2 separate regions of the Bactrocera dorsalis genome follow, and region 1 is linked to region 2. Evidence: chromatin contacts called from public Hi-C data. All regions are on one chromosome and are shown on one strand. The core of a region is the stretch at or near the end of the contact, and the rest is flanking DNA. Distances in the headings are between cores, read along the strand shown.

Region 1 (3,038 bases), core at 395-2,894, 46 kb after region 2:
ACAAAACAAAAATAAATTAACAAGCAGCAAATATATTTGAAGCAACAAAGCGTAAGAGCGTGTAAACAAATCAAAAATTTGGTGTGGAAAAAGCGCGCATCACTGGTAATTTATTTCACGCTACTGCACATGCTCATTGAAACTAATTACGAGTATCGTTTTTTGTTGTTTTTGTGGTGCTCTTGAGTACCAAATTTGTTTATTTTATTTATTTATGTCATATTCATGAGTTTTACAAAGTTCTACATTTGTTTTTTTTTTCAGTGTAAAAAAGTATTGCTTGTTGCATAGATTTTCTTTGAAAGTTTCTAAGCAAATTTTTTCACTTGGTGGGCGCTTAACTTAGTAAATTAACTGCTTAAAACATTTACTTAAATTGTTTGCGTGTATTTGTGCTTTAACGGTAATTGGTTCTTACGCTTAACACATAACAGTTGACACTTTTCACTTATGACAAGACAATGACACATTAAAAAATAGAAATGTTGTTTTTTTTTTTATTTAATTGTTGTTAACTTTGTTTTTTGCTTAATTCGAAAATAATTGCTAATTTAAGATTTTCTGCGCATACGCTTTGACTAGTATTTCACATGGATTTGCCATTTGAACACTTTTCTTTGGCTTAGCATAACCTCACATTTGAAAACTTTGCATGAAAATTGTTTTAAACTACCTTTATGGCGAAGCTACCATTGGGTATGTCCTTGCCGCCGAATTTCACATTGATATCATAATCACCGGGATCCTTGAGCGCGTAGAAAATGTCGAAGAAGCCATCCTTCTCCAAGACATCGATGTCAACGATTTCACTGTGAATGAAAATGTAGTAAAAATTAGTTAAATAATACTAATAATCAATTGCACCCCAATGCCAGTCACCCCCATCCCCATATTACAACGCCTCAACTCACTACGTACCGTCCGGATTTGTGATCGGTGATCTTGCATGTGACCGCGCCATCGCCCGCGTCGCGCGCATCCACCGTTAGGTGACTCTTGCTGCCCGACGCTTGTATTTTCGGCGCCTCTTCGACCAGCTTGCACTTCTTCGCCTCACCCGTGGGGAATGCTTCGAGTTTGAATGGCGATCCTTCAATATCTTTATCGCCATATTTGATGCTCACGTGATAGGTGCCACATTCGTCGGGCACGAAAGACACAACATATGTACCGCTGCCGACTTCTTCCATGCGTGGCGCTAATTGTTTACCTTTCGGGTTCTTGATCGCGACATTAATGTCATCTTGACCGGCCGTTTTGGTGTCAATCTCGAATTCGGCTGGTAGTGATGCAGGTGTTTTCTTCTTCTCATTGACGCCCTTAACTTTCACTTTAGTGGCCTCCGATTTGGGGAAGACGGTCATTACGAAGGGACTGTGAAATGCAAAGTAAAATATTCAGTGAAGACCGCAAAACACTTTCGCATTATAATACTATGTCTTACCTGCAAGGCACCTCTTCGTCGGCGAACTTCACTTGGCATGTCAGCACTGAACCCTGTTTGGGCGGCACATAGTGCACCGCGTATATGCCATTGCTCTTATCTTCAACGCGCAGATTATCCACAGGTATGCCCTCAGAGTTGGTCAATTTGACGGCTATGCGTCCAGGTCCGGCCTCGCTGACGTCTACGTTGAAGTAGGTTGGCACACTTTCGCGCACCTCGCCATGCTCAATGCCGGGTCCGTATACTTTCACCTTGCTGGGGTCTACAGTCTCTTCGACCAATACGCGGAACGGTGAGCCGGGTATATGCTTGTCAGCAAAACGTATAGTGATATCGTATTCGCCGGGATCTGTCGCCAAATACTCGACATCGCAGCTACCGTCACGATTGTCGGTGCAGGTCATTTTCGCTTCGGATGGACCCTCAATGGCCAACGATAGACCGCCATTGCCAGCACCACGTGTTTCTACCGTGAATTTGTTTTGTTGATTCGTCAGACCTTTCTCCAATCCCGGACCGTAAGCTTTGCAACGTGACGGATCACAACCGCTCTTCACATGCACCACAAACGGCGAACCAGGCACGGGAATGTTGTCGTAGAGCAGCTCAATGGTGTGACGACCAGCCTCGAAGGGTGTATAGGCGACGCGGAAAATGTCATCGGATGGACCCGAAACAATCTTGCTAGGCAGTACATTACCCTTGGGATCGAAGATGGCGCAGGAGAGTTTCGTTGAGTCGATGTCGCTGCCAACTTTGCTCATGTCAACCATGAAATCCGTGGCTGCATTCATAATGACGCCTGTGGAGCGAGAGAGGAGTTGTGTTAGTTAATTGTTACAAAGCCAGCGAGCCGAATAACGCACAAAACATATGATAGAAGAGAACATTTAAATGCGATTAGTGTAAAAGTGAAAGTAACAGCGTTTACGCACGAAGCTGCGTGAAAACTAACGAATTCGGCTTTCCTTTTGATTTGCCGAACTGTTAACTTTCACGTTACTTTGTAAGCAAACGAACTAAGGCTCAGTACGACCCAAATATAAAACTGTTGCCGAATACGCTTCGTAAGTGTTTAGGCAAAGCATCGCCATGCGTTCGAGATCCCATGACTGGGTGGCTTACGAACTCACGCAGGCGGGGCTTACATGCTATCGAATATATTATTCATAATTACTGTTAGATTTGTGATTAGTTTGCAAATAACGAACGAACGAACACAGTAAATGCTTGGGTTAAGTAAGACTGGTTTGGCTTGGAAGACCAGTTGTTGTGGCACACAAAAGCGTTTGGTTAATTTTGTAGGCGTTTGCTGTTTTTGTTTTAATCAAAGAAAGTTCAATATTGCGTTGGCCTTTATGCTGATCGTACTTGTTTGAGTCACGCATGCGCTTGCGGGTTGGCTGACAACAGTAACGGCGAAGCATCAGAACTACATCGAACGCAAATAATTCGATGCCTGCGTAAATTTCAATATCCTACCATGTGGTTGTATGCCAATACCACTCACGCGCGTGTTTTGTAGATTCGGCAGTGGCATGATGACCGGCTGGAATGGTGAACCGCTGATGTGACGTTCGTTGAATGTGAT
Region 2 (2,887 bases), core at 351-2,850:
TTTAGTCTTTTAAATAAACTATGTGTATTGAATTGAATGGTTCGTAAAAAATGTGTTAAGTGTTTTATTTCTTCATACAAAGACATATTAAGAATATTGAATATTGAGTTCGACAAACGCTACAAAAAACCAACCAATTTGACTATCGAAAGTGCATTCGATACAAACTTTCGGGTTATCTTGGACAAATATGTTTGTATCATCTAAAACTAGTCGCGATAGCTAAAGAAAGATAAGACGAGTAGAATTCAGAGTGATTGTCTGTACGTTCGTCTGCCCGTGCAAGCGATACTTGAGTGAACATTGAGATGTGAAATTTTATACGGTCCTATAACTAAGCACAAAATTAAGATACAACACTGTAATTTGATGCAGGGGATTCATAGTAGCTAGAAGCAACGGAAAAGACGAAATTTTTAAAAAAGTTGACATGGCCCGGCACCTAATGGATTTGAGTATTTATATTTTACAAACCATTATAACATTTCCGCCTCAGGACTAGTTTTTTTGTTACCTCCTTATGCTAACTTTTTACCGAATATATCGTTCAATGCAGAATGTATATAATTAGAATTCGAAGAGAATCCTTTACTAGTAATGATATGTCTGTACGTCAAAAATGAATGAAATCGGGTAAATTCTTTCCTTAGCCCCCACATTCCTTTACACCTCATATATCAAATATCAAGATTTTCTAACATCCGATTGACTTTACTGGTGATGGTATCTTAATGAAACTCAGAGAATATTTTTCTCTGTTAATAGTATGCAGTAATGCCAAAAATAGATAAAATCGGATTTTTATGGGTGATTTTTATGTAATTTTGCTGATAGAAAGTAAAATATAGCAAAAAAAGCTAAGTGAGTCTATGAGCTATAATATATGTATGTATGTTAGTTAGTAGCTTACGAATTTTATAGTAATTAATTCACGATTTCGTTGAACAATGAAGGTATATTTCCGAATTTGAAATTTGCAAATTGCGAGAATACAAAATGTTCGGTTACATACGAACTTAGCCCTTCCTTTCTTAACGATCTTATTTTAAAGTGGGTGCGGTAGTCTCTCTTGCTTATCTAAAAGGTAAATATTTTTTTTTTATTTGATGCAGAATTAAACGATGCACCTACAGCCACAACAACTTCAAGACAATATTGGGGAGCAACATTACGCTGTTCATTCTGCTGTTGTTATTGAGTTCTTACTTACATATGTATATTTTAATAGAAAACATAAGAGTTTAGCTCTCAGCATATCTTCTAAAATAACGACTCACCTCTTCATAGCGTGGTCGAAATACACACCCATAAAGCTTTTCGCGGTCTCATCTTCATATTTAAAGAAATGTGACAATTTTCCCACGACTTGCTTGCAGCTACACCTGTTGAAGGTTAACAAAAAAATTGTTATGTTTATGACAACGATTATTTATGGTTATGCTGAGTATATGAGGCTTTCTAACCTGCAGTCCATTTAAGCTTAAGTTTTACCACTTAAAGCACAATACCTTAATGGATAGTTAATTGCCACGAAACAAATTTCAACTATTTTTTAGCAGTAAACAAATAATCAGCTGTTTTTATGACTACCGGTTTGTTGTTATTTAGCGTTCGCGTACTTTTGCAAACATTGCACTCTTTGAGAGAGAATGCACAATAACCAGAATGCACTCTGGGAATATTATGCTGGAATAGTACGTGAAATTACTCAAGAAACAATTGTATTATTTTCTATAACTATGAAGTTGTGTTTACATACATGTACATATGTACTTATGTGTGCATGAATCTCTGTTTTACTCAAACCGAGTCATCGAAAATTGGACTCAACGGATGGACCATCTGAGACGTAGCCGCGGCCAACATTTGAAAGAGATAATCTTCAAAAAATAAATGCCAAAGAATGTTCTTTCGAATGATAATAAACATTCCCCATTAAATTTGAAGTTTCTGTGTTTTTTCTTTAAAAAAGTAGGGAACCTCGAAATGGATCGCTCTTTATTAAGGAAGTGCCTATTATTTCAGGTGGAGAAATACCACACAGTGTAGTACACAAATAATCAACGCAAAATTAAATTTTTAAATTTTTTTATTATTATTTGCAAGTTTATTTTCCTTTAATTCAAATGATTTGTTGAAAATAAAATAAAAAACAACACGTACATAATAATAGTAATAATAATAATAATATAATATAATATTATTCAATGGATAATAAAAAGTATTTACTCAGCTCGAACATTTATGTAAATCATTATCTTAAAAAACAATTACTCTCATTATAAATAAGCAATGAAATAGGACATACGTTACGTAACATTTATAATTATTACGTTTAATTTCACAAAGCAGCAAATTTTTTACTTTATTTTTATTTTTAATTTTCTTTTTGGGAACAACAAAATGTATTCGCTATCCAAAAATGGCAATATCTCGTTATTATTTTTTTTAATATATATTTTTTATGATTTAATTCGTCTAATTAATGAATTGTCCGAATTTTATTTACATAGACTTTTTGAAGATTCCAGTTAACTTAATAAATAGATATGTATGCTTTAATAGAAATAATTTCCAAAGGCAACACAAAAGCGCGATGAAAATACAAAACAAAAAACAGAAATTGTAGAAATGAGATTTCTTTTTTGAAATTTGAATTTGTGCTACAAACTTCGTCGAACTCATTCGCTTCTACCAGCGGCTGATAATGTGTTTTGGCTATGTATTTATGTTGGGTAAATGATAAATTTCTTTTCGACTTTACTGCTACATACAATACATACATATATGCGCGCTAACGCTGCATGTTGTTGTTGTTTTTGTTCTTCACTTTTACTTGTGCGTCTGCTTTATGTTTCTATTAAAAAAATCATAATAATAATAATGA

The links. Hi-C and Micro-C count contacts between places; a contact is called where the count stands out from the background.
Region 1: a Hi-C map of whole body shows a contact between it and region 2, with 5 times the contacts expected there. The contact joins the enhancer-like site here to the promoter of LOC105231866 in region 2. A contact is called at or near these places in 2 of 2 Hi-C or Micro-C datasets (both in whole body).

Annotation. Positions count from the first base shown.
Region 1 is chr2:31,719,742-31,722,779 of ASM2337382v1, forward strand. LOC105231939 (filamin-A) reads right to left here. Exons shown (of 20, transcript XM_049449644.1): 10 at 2,930-3,038; 11 at 1,445-2,249; 12 at 919-1,374; 13 at 674-809. Among protein-coding and RNA genes, the nearest start is that of LOC105231863, 23 kb to the left of the region's middle. Within about 2 kb of position 1,645, the one cell type or tissue checked has open chromatin away from gene starts, as enhancers often do.
Region 2 is chr2:31,673,824-31,676,710 of ASM2337382v1, forward strand. LOC105231866 (CDP-diacylglycerol--glycerol-3-phosphate 3-phosphatidyltransferase, mitochondrial) reads right to left here and starts at 1,601. Exons shown (of 6, transcript XM_029552657.2): 1 at 1,464-1,601; 2 at 1,306-1,382. The coding sequence starts at 1,335. LOC105231867 reads left to right here. Exons shown (of 3, transcript XM_011213358.4): 3 at 1-1,222. LOC105231939 (filamin-A) reads right to left here. Exons shown (of 20, transcript XM_049449644.1): 20 at 2,072-2,887.